3 separate regions of the Sus scrofa genome follow, and all the other regions are linked to region 2. A link is a contact called in public Hi-C data. All regions are on one chromosome and are shown on one strand. The core of a region is the stretch at or near the end of the contact, and the rest is flanking DNA. Distances in the headings are between cores, read along the strand shown. Region 1 holds the start of MTCH2 (mitochondrial carrier homolog 2). Region 2 holds the start of AGBL2 (cytosolic carboxypeptidase 2). Region 3 holds the start of FNBP4 (formin-binding protein 4).

What was found. A called contact is a pair of places that touch in the nucleus more often than the background predicts.
Region 1: a Hi-C map of embryonic fibroblasts shows a contact between it and region 2, with 1.9 times the contacts expected there. The contact joins the promoter of MTCH2 here to the promoter of AGBL2 in region 2. A contact is called at or near these places in 1 of 5 promoter capture datasets (liver), 10 of 47 Hi-C or Micro-C datasets (alveolar macrophages, brain, embryonic fibroblasts and 4 more) and 1 of 2 datasets of contacts at active chromatin or transcription factors (alveolar macrophages).
Region 3: a Hi-C map of liver shows a contact between it and region 2, with 2.6 times the contacts expected there. The contact joins the promoter of FNBP4 here to the promoter of AGBL2 in region 2. A contact is called at or near these places in 5 of 47 Hi-C or Micro-C datasets (embryonic fibroblasts, epiblast stem cells, heart right ventricle and 2 more) and 2 of 2 datasets of contacts at active chromatin or transcription factors (alveolar macrophages and skeletal muscle).

Annotation. Positions count from the first base shown.
Region 1 is chr2:14,981,371-14,984,814 of Sscrofa11.1, reverse strand. MTCH2 (mitochondrial carrier homolog 2) reads right to left here and starts at 1,824. Exons shown (of 13, transcript XM_003353877.5): 1 at 1,569-1,824. The coding sequence starts at 1,655.
Region 2 is chr2:14,931,870-14,935,165 of Sscrofa11.1, reverse strand. AGBL2 (cytosolic carboxypeptidase 2) reads right to left here and starts at 1,978. Exons shown (of 15, transcript XM_021083073.1): 1 at 1,482-1,978; 2 at 1,204-1,318; 3 at 591-654. The coding sequence starts at 1,239. It overlaps FNBP4 (formin-binding protein 4), which reads right to left. Exons shown (of 17, transcript XM_021083063.1): 17 at 2,979-3,296.
Region 3 is chr2:14,893,835-14,896,949 of Sscrofa11.1, reverse strand. It overlaps FNBP4 (formin-binding protein 4), which reads right to left and starts at 1,417. Exons shown (of 17, transcript XM_021083063.1): 1 at 452-1,417. The coding sequence starts at 683.

The DNA of each region.
Region 1 (3,444 bases), core at 575-3,074, 50 kb before region 2:
GTTCAACTAAGTAACTCCTGAATGAACTCCCTGAAAGTGTTACTATTTTTAAAACTGACTATTTGGGAATTTTACCAAAACCCCTGAGACACTTGGCAACACAGGATGTTGTACAGCAGGGACTAAGGATATTCAAGTTTTTGAGGCAGGAGCTCTGAATGTCACTAGAAAAACTTGCCTCCTGGATAAGGACTAAGTAATGGGCTTATTTACTGCAAAAAGCTGTCATCTCAGAAGTTCCCGTTATAGTGCAACAGAATCAGCAGCGCCTCTCTATCACTAGGATGCAGGTTTAATCCCTGGGCCTGGCACAGTGGGTTAAAGATTTTCACAGCTGCGGTAGAGGTTGCAACCGAGGCTCAGATCTGATCCCTTGCCCAGGAACTCCATATGCCTCGAGGAGGCAAAAAAAGAAAAAAAAAAAGAAAAGAAAAGAAAAGCCATCATCTTCAGATATTATCTAGCTACAAATATGCCAACTCTAGACGTCATGATACATTTCAAAGATTTTGTTGTTAATTTAAATAACTTAAGAATAGACTTTTACACATAGATTCTGAATCTACACAAATCAAATCATCAATATTTAATAAATGGAGTCCTCCCTAGTGTGTTGCTTCTTTTTAACAGAAAAGTAGAGGACAGGGGTTCTAAAAACTGCTCCCATCCTTGGTACTATGCATGATGTAATTCCATCAACTCTCTACAAAAAGTGAAAAAAATGAATGACCTGCCTATCACAGGGAAACTTTGAAAGGCAATTGAAAATACTATCTAACAGTTGATATCTGCTGAAACCTGGCATACTTGACTGAGAATATAAAATACCATTTAAGAACTATTGCACAGTAGATTAGAAACTAACATACATACTTAAACTTGCTAAAACTCTTTTAGCTGAACTGATTTCCAGCTCTGACAGATGTGAATTTCACTGTCATGAGCCATATGGGCTGCTGTTGGATCCTTCAGAAATTTGACTCAGCAACCACTTCATTATCACTTCTGAATGAGCTCCTTGTTTCTCTAGGTATCTGGTGCTAAAATCTCAGAAGAGAATAGCAGCAGCTACAGCAGCAAAAAAAAGAAAAGAAAAGCTAACAAAACGTTGGCTCCCCTCTAATTTCAGATTTGTCTTCAAGAGATTTTAAGTCTTGCATTTGGGGCCCAGGAGGAGAGATGAATTCTAATTTCAGAGATGCGGAGAGGGGAGGGTTGGGAAGTCCTTGGCGATGCCCGGCCTGGATCAACCTCAGGTTAGAAAAAACAAAGTTCAGAGAAGCCACTGGGCAGGGCAGGGAAGGACAGGGCAAGGCGGCAGTTGGCTACCGGGAACGGAGAGGGCCTCCCCACTTGACCGCGAGGCGAGATCTCGGGAAGGCCCAGGGCCAGTGGAAGCTCCGCGCGCGGTGGAAGTTGTCCCTGCGGGGAAGGAAGAGGCGGGCAGCAAAGGAGCAGCATCTCGGGAGATTGAAGGCCTGGGATGGTTGAAGCCGGTCCTCAGGCACCGTGGGCAGCGGCGCCTGAATAAGGCGCCTATCGGGGAAGGGAATGGCGAGGACTCATACCTGGATGAGCACCTTCACGTACATGAGCGGCTGGGACAGGATGGTGAGACCGGAGCCCAGGAGCACCTGACTGGCCGCGTCCGCCATGATGGCACCCGCGGACGGACAGACAGACGCAGCCACCAAGCGACCGAGCCGGTCCCAGATCACGTGCCAGGGCCGCCGGCTTCACTGGCCTGCCCGCGGCGCGCGCGCGCACGCACGCAGCGGCGCGCGCCTCTCCGCCCAGTCCCCGCCCACCGCCACGCCCCAAGAAACGGCAGGCGCTCGCGAGCGGGAGCAGGGGTCGGGGCGGGGCTTATGCCCTCCACTAGGAATGGCAGTTTCTCTTGCGCTTGCGCGGGCTGGAAGGGCCCAGGCGAAGAAGAATGGGCGTGGCAATGGGGAGTGACCCTGGCCGCATGGGCAAGGTCAGAGTAATAAAAATAATTGAAAAGGGATCTTCGATATTCTTCGCCTCTGCACTTGCTTTTTTGGCATCAGCAAAGTAAACTCTAAGGACTACTCAGCATCAGAATCATAATCTAGTGGCCAAGAAAAACTAGATAGAATAATGACTCCATCAGGGGGTTGCTATTGGTGCATTCATTCATTCATTCATTCAGTTAATGTTAAAACTTCTCGGAAACACATTTTCTGACCTATATTTAAATTCCCCTCCCCTTTGGGAGTTCCCGTAGTGGCGCAGTGGTTAACGAATCCGACTAGGAACTATGAGGTTACGGGTTCGGTCCCTGCCCTTGCTCGGTGGGTTAACGATCCGGCGTTGCCCTTGCCGTGAGCTGTGGTGTAGGTTGCAGACGTGGCTTGGATTCTGCGTTGCTGTGGCTCTGGCGTAGGCTGGTGGCTACAGCTCCCTAGCCTGGGAACCTCCATAGGCTGCGGGAGCGGCGCAAAAAAAGACAAAAAAAAAATAATAATAATAATAAATTTACCTCCCCTTTATTTCCTACCACATTGTCTTTTAACACTTATCATTGTCTGAAATTTATCTTTTTGTCTCCTCCACCGGAATGTAAACCTCGTGAATTCAGGAGCAGGAACTGCCTTTGTTTCTTACTCAACGCCTGGCACATACTAAATGCTCAATAAATATTTATTGCCTATGTGAGCAATTACTTCAGTGCCTACCAGGCTACATGTTACAGACGCAAAAAGGAAAAGGCATTGTCCTTACTCCTTCAGCTCCAGCACACACATTCTATATCAAACAGCACTTAGGCACTTAGGCAGAGCCTGGCACAGAGAATGAAGCAGGAAAGAAAACTTGCATTTTAGATTCTGGTTCTCCTTTGTATACAAATGATTTGGAAGTCGTTTTATCTTTTGTTTTCAGTTTTTGTGTCTAAATCTAAGGATAACACTACTACCTTCCTCTTGATGTTATTGTTAAGTGAAATCATGCATAGGATAAGATTTTTTTAAACAGTGTATTAAAGGAGTTCCTGTCGTGGTGCAGTGGTTAATGAATCCGACTAGGAACCATGAGGTTCCTGGTTCGATCCCCGGCCTCGCTAAGTGGGTTAGGATCCGCCGTGGCTGTGAGCTGTGGTGTTGGTCACAGACACTGCTTGGATCCCCCTTGCTGTGGCTCTGGCATAGGCTAGTGGTCTGGCATAGGCTAGTGGGTACAGCTCCAATTGGACCCCTAGCCTGGGAACCTCCATATGCCGAGGGAGCGGCCCAAGAAAAGGCAAACAACAACAGTGTATTAAAATACAAATGTGGAGTTCCCCTCGTGGTGCAGCAGAAACAAATCCGATTAGGAACCATGAGGTTTGGGGTTCCATCCCTCGCCTAGCTCAGTGGGTTAGGGATCCGGTGTTGCCCTGAGCTGCAGTGTAGGTCCCAGACGTGGCTCGGATCTGCCGTTGCT
Region 2 (3,296 bases), core at 729-3,228:
TTAATAGATCAGAGAACCTGGTATTAGAAAATTCTCCTTTCTTGTCAAGTTTGATCTACAGACTCCATGAAATCCAGTAGCTTTTTAAACATCACAAGCCAATTCTAAAATTACATAAAATGGCAATAGCCGAGACACTTTTGAAGAACAATAATATGGGAGGACATGTCTTTCCAGATATCAAGACTATTTTAATGCCATGTGGTGTCATTAAGAAAGGGTGGTACTGGAGTTCCCACTGTGGCTCAGTGGTTAATGAAACCGACTAAGAACCATGAGGTTGTGGGTTCGATCCCTGGCCTTGCTCAGTGGGTTAAGGATCTGGCGTTGCTGCGAGCTGTGGTGTAGGTCGCAGATGAGGATCCTGTGTTGCTGGGCCGTAGGCCAGGGGCTGTAGCTCTGATTTGACCCCTAGCCTGGGAACCTCCATATATCACAGGTGCAGCCCTAAAAAGCCAAAAAAAAAAAGTACTTTTCACTAATGGTGATGGAAAAACTCATCATTAGTTGATTTAAGCATAACTCTCCCAGTTAAACAATTCACTTTATGAACCCGGGAAAGGTGATGCTAGATAAGAGTGAGCTATTACCTTTAAAGTAACCATAGTACTGGAGGTGATGGTACATAAAATCTTCATAGGGATCAGGAAGAGTCTGTAAAATGAAAGACCATCTCAATCAGGAAAGAGCTTTCATAATAACAAGCATAATAGTCTGTCATAAGAGTAATACTGACTCTTGGAGTTCCTGTCGTGGTGCAGTGGAAACGAATCTGACTGGGAACTGTGAGGTTGCAGGTTTGATCCCTGGCCTTGCTCAGTGGGTTAAGGATCTCGCGTTGCCATGAGCTGTGGTGTAGAGGTGGTTGAGATCTGGTATTGCTGTGGTTGTGGTGTAGGCTGGCAACTGCAGCTCTGATTAGACCCCTAGCCTGGGAACCTCCATATGCTGTAGGTTCGGCCCTAAAAAGACAAAAAATAAATAAAAAAAAATAATAATACTGGCTCTTAACCAAAGTACAGAAGCATTGTTACAGAGGACACTATACCTAGAATTTCTGTAAACAAACCAAGTGAAACACCTTTACGCATATTATTCCATCTTTGGGATCAAGATCTCCAGCCAGAAAAAGGTGCCACCAGGATATATTTTCTAATCTAGTACTGGATTTCTGTGGTGTTTCTGGAGAGGGGTATTACTAACCTTCGGCTTTGGCTCTTTTTCCAATGCTGGGAACATGTTACTTCTACATGGTATGCTGAAGACCAGTCAGTGACACGGCGTCCAGCCACACCCTTGCCCAATTTCCAAAAGGCACCTGATTATTAGACAGATGAAGCTAAAAAAACCACAGGAGGACAACCGAAAAAACTCGAAATACGTCCACGCCCCCTGTCGCCTTGCTCTCTTTTCTGCTAACCCACCCGCTCCTCAAACAAGGACCCAGCCGGTGGTGCCCACCGTGAGGCCTGAATGCGCACCTGATGAGGAAGGGCGGCTTGTCTTCAAGCCTCCTTCTCCCGAAGCCCCAGGACTCCTGCCGGCCCCATTGCTTTCTTCTCCCTAAGAAGGAGCTGCCTACCACCAGGACGCCGCAGGAAAGATTAAGAAAAAGGGATGGAGGGATCCGGCGGAGTCGTCTCTGTGGACATGGAAAAGAAAGATCAGGGGTCGGGAGAGTGGGCTCTTAAAACGAATTCAGGGTTTCAATGTTTCCTTATCTGGGAGAAGGTGGCGAAAGACAGTTTCCTGAAGAGGCGCGGGAGCGGGCGTAGAGATTTCCTAGGAGGGGACAGGGGAGACTGGCTACCCTAGCCAGTCGGGCTAGCAGGGATGGGCGCGGCGCCAACAGCAGCAGCAAAGGAGCCGGAGCGAGCCTGGAGGCACCGCAGCGCTCGGCGAAGACGAAGCGCTCGCCTTGCTCGCTTGCCACAACTTTCTGCAAGGGCCTGGGTAGCCTAGCAACCGCGAGGCGGAAGCGAGAGGGCGGGGCAGCTGGGCGCTTCCGGGGAGCGAGGCCCCAAGGAATAGGTGTGGAACCCGGATGAAGTCGATCACTTGGCGGGGGTACCAGTTTCAGCCTCATTCCTCGTTTCGCACAATATACTGCAGACCCGCTTCGGGGTATTCGAAGGTATATTAATGGGCAAACACAACGCCAGTAGTGCTCAACATACTCCAAACTTAGTTGCTATTACTTAGCTAGCTTTAGGGAAACTGTTAAGTATTGCTCAAAGAGAGCGGCTTCCTCTCTCCTTCCACCTTCCTAGGCTCTCCATCCCCTGGCTAGACTTGAAAAACAAGTTAATATGCTCCATTCTGGTAGGATAGAGACAAGTATGTACTCTGCAGCAATTCTTGGAAGTTTGGAAAACTGTTAGGCAAAGCAAAAGCTTTAATGGCTAGTTGATAGCCTTTATTTTCAGAAATTTGCTCTCTGCAAATTGCAAGAAAAACAATCTATATACAAAATGGTCACCCTAATATTTGCATAATGGTAAATAAAAAACAACACACTAGCATACACAACACTGATCCGACAACTGCATGCATATAAATATATTGGAATAAAATTCTAACTATTGTCTTTGGTTAACTTGGTATGACTATAACCATAAGTATTACTTTTGAAATCAGAGGAAAAAATATAAAGCACCTTTATTTTTTTTTCAAACTATTAGCCACATTACATCATTTCCAGGATTTAAGTAGGCCAAATATCAGTTAATATTACAGAGTACAAGATCCAAAATTGAAGTCATACAGTACCTTTTGGTACTAGAGGACTGTTTTTCTAATCCTGTCCCTAACTCCTGAACAAGATCTAGACATTCTTGACAAGATCTTGACATTCTTTTTTCATGACAGGACATGTCTGCCCATGTCTTATACTGTAGTTGATTATAAAAAAATTGACTTAAGTCTTGGTTAACATAATCATGGAGTAATAATCAAAACAGGAGCAAAAGGATAACCAATCAGAAGTATAAAAAAAGCTTTATTAGTGCATATGTACAAATTTACAAGGTCAGAAACTGGAGAAATACAAACAGCTTTAAAACACAATTTGCTTTTTCTTCAGTTTAAAGTGACTTTTACCTGATTGTGATACAATAGAAAGTACAGAAGAGTAAACTGCTTTTTAAATACTGGAATTTTATGGAGAATACATTCACACATAAAAGGGAGGTGAACTTTGGACCAAGTCAAGAAAATGGAAACACATTAATACATGGAGTGGCTCTTATTACGTTTACTGCCACATATGTAAGGGGGAAATTCTCATAATCAAGGAC
Region 3 (3,115 bases), core at 168-2,667, 38 kb after region 2:
CTTTGGCTGGCATAAGGATGGTTCGCTCACTTCTAAAAGGTCTCTCCCACTTCCAACAAAAAGGAAAGGAAAAGTAACATGACATGTAGGGAAAGGGCAGGTTCCACCGTCACCAAGCCTGGGACGCGGAAACGCATACTCTCATATTTACCCGGTAAGTTATGCAAAACCGAGAGCAGACGTTGAGCAGACTGGGTGGCCGGGCCAAGCCCTGCACCAGAAATGGCGCCTCTGGGTCGGCTCCGGCCGGGCGCACACTGCTCTGCCGACCCTTCCGCCGCCTAGGGGCCCACAGCCGTCCTCCCCACAGGCCCCGTGCGGCAGGCCTCAGATACAAACGCCACCAGCCCGGGTTTCTCTTCCTCCTCAGGGACCTGCTCGAGAGGCCTAGGCCCCAAGCTCCGAGCTCGAGTTTCCGACGTTCCACCTAAGGGCCCTCGTGCACGCTTACCTTCCGAAGGCGAGTCGTCCGGGGCCGCGGCGGTAGTCACCACGGTCGTCGTCTGCGGCGTTGCCGCCGCCACCGCCGCCGGGGCTGGCTGGCTGGTCGCCGCAGCCGTCGTGTCCGGCTCGGTGTCGGGTTCCGGCTCCGGGTCCCGGCCAGGCGTGCTGCTCCGGGGACCCGGCGGAGAGAGCTGCAGGATGGGCCTACGGCCGGGTACCGCCCGGGACTTCTTCCCCATCGCGAGCCCTAGCGCGAGCCGCGAGCGTCGGGAAGCCGAGAGGGGCGGGCGTTCGGCGCGGCGCTGCGTAATCAATATTCATACACTGCGACACCGCCTCCTGCAAGGATCCGCTTTTAACCGGTGGAGGGCCTGCCCGCGCAAGCGCCTGGGGCCTCCTACGCTTTTCAGGCTCCTCCCCCCATGGATGGAGGGCGGGCTTTACCCACAGGGCTAGGCTATTGGCTGTTTTAACGCACAGAAGGAGCTGGTAGCCAATGGAAAAGGAAAAAGAATGAGCGTCAAGCCAATAGTGAGGAAGGGTCTCAGTTTAGAATCGCTTCCAATTACGTCAGGCTCCACCCATGCGTTTTTTGCAGTCTTTTCTCTACCGCCTTGTCCTCCATTTTGTGTCCGTTCTTGTGTATCAGTTTGTCGTTTGTTATGTAGGGAACTTGCTGTTTTCCAGGTCTTTAGCCAAGTTTCACCCAACTTATCGTGGCTTACTTTCGGTATAACACTGAATGTTAAGTAGAATAGTGAGTCTTTTAATGGTTTAGTAAATTTTTTCCTAGAGCATAAAGATGACCTCGTTGTTTATTGGCTGGAAAAAAATGACTAGATTTACTAGCATTGGAGGAAAGAACCTAAATTGTGGGGATGGGATAAGGGAGCCATCCTAATCTGGCCTTCCCAACCTGCTTTATTTATCTTCTATTAGCACTGTCCTCTCCCCTGTCCCCTTCTGCAGCCAGCTGCTGGGAGCAGTTGTCTCACTTCCATCCTTTACACAAGCTGGAGTAACCATTGCACCACGTGGGAAAAATGTTTTTTTCAAGACCCATGCAAGCTTTACATCTCAACCTTTTATGTCAATGCTGAGCCCCTCCCCAGCACTTGATTTTCCATTGATAGCTGTCTCCTCCATTCTAGAGCTTAAGAAATCCAGTGATGGGAGTTTCCTGTGGCCCAGTAGGTTAAGGATCCCTGGTGGCCTAGGAACGTCTATATGCCAAGGGGTGGGAAGCTCTTTACATTATTTTTTTTTAATTTTTTTTATTTTTAATTTAATTTTTTTATTTTCCCACTGTACAGCAAGGGGGTCAGGTGATCCTTATATGTATGCATTACATTTTCCCCCCCACTCTTTACATTATTTTTAATGCTTAAGCCAAGGTGCCAGCCTACACCACAGACACAGCAATGTGGGATCCGAGCTGTGTTGGTGACCTACATCACAGCTCACAACAATGCCAGATCCTTAACCCACTAGTCGAGGCCAGGGATTGAACCCATGTCCTCATAGATATAGTTGGTTGGTTACCCACTGAGCCAGGATGGGAATGCAAGAAATCTTACTTTAATAGAATTGGAAAGTTCTCTGGTGGCTCAGCAGGTGAAAGATCCAGTGTTGTCACTGCTATGGTACAGGTTCAATCCTTGGCCTTAGAACTTATGCATGTGTGGGCGTGACCCCCCACCCCCAAAAAAGTTGGGAAACCAGAGCGGGCCAGGCAGCTCTCCCGCCCTGTGAAGATAGCAGAGCCCAATAGGAAGAGATTCCTCTTCTTTCCTGGGAAGGACTCAGCCAATGAAAAGCCACGTGCTGTTTACTACAGCTCTTCCAACTTCCTCTTCCTTTCTGTAAAAGCAGTTCCTTTCTTTGCCATGTGGGTACTTGTACCTGGTTTGCCTTGGTAGCCAACCTTGAATTGCAATTCTTTGATGATTCCGAATAAACCCACCTCTGCTGGAGAAATAACTGGCAGTTCATTTGTTTTAGGTCACAATCATTTATCGTCTCATGCCCAACTGAGTATACTTTGATCAATTCAATTCTGACCATAACCCCCAGGAGCTGACATCAGACACTTTAAGTTCAAGGGCTCAGTCTCCCACAGAACTGTCTTTACTTCATTAGCCAGCTCCCAAGTGAGGACCCCACCCCATTCACACTTCTGGCTATGAAATCAGGGGTCCCTGGAGTTCCCTTTTGTTATTGTGGGTTAAGGCTCTGATGTCGACACTGTAGTTAGTGGCTTGGGCCACTGCTGTAGCTTGGACTTGACCTCTAGCCCAGGAACTTCCACATATCATGGGTGAAGCCAAAAAAAAAAGGGGGTTCCCACCTCCTCAAATTTTATAATTCTCTAGAACCATTCACAGAACCCAGGAAAGCACTATTCTTAGGATTCCAGCTTTATCATAAAGGATACAAGGTGAGGTCTAGGAGGGAGCACTGAGCTCACACTGCCTGTGGAGTTGGCATGGGTCCTCCCAACACATCCATGTGTGTTCTCCAGCCAAAAGCTCTCTTCAGCCCTGGTCTTTTTTTACTGGACTTCATTACATAGGTGTGGTTGATGGACTCACTGGCCACTGTGACTATGATTGGGCTCAGTCTCAAGGCCCTTGCCAGATCCTCCCAGAGGTTGGACTGGCGCAAAGGTCTA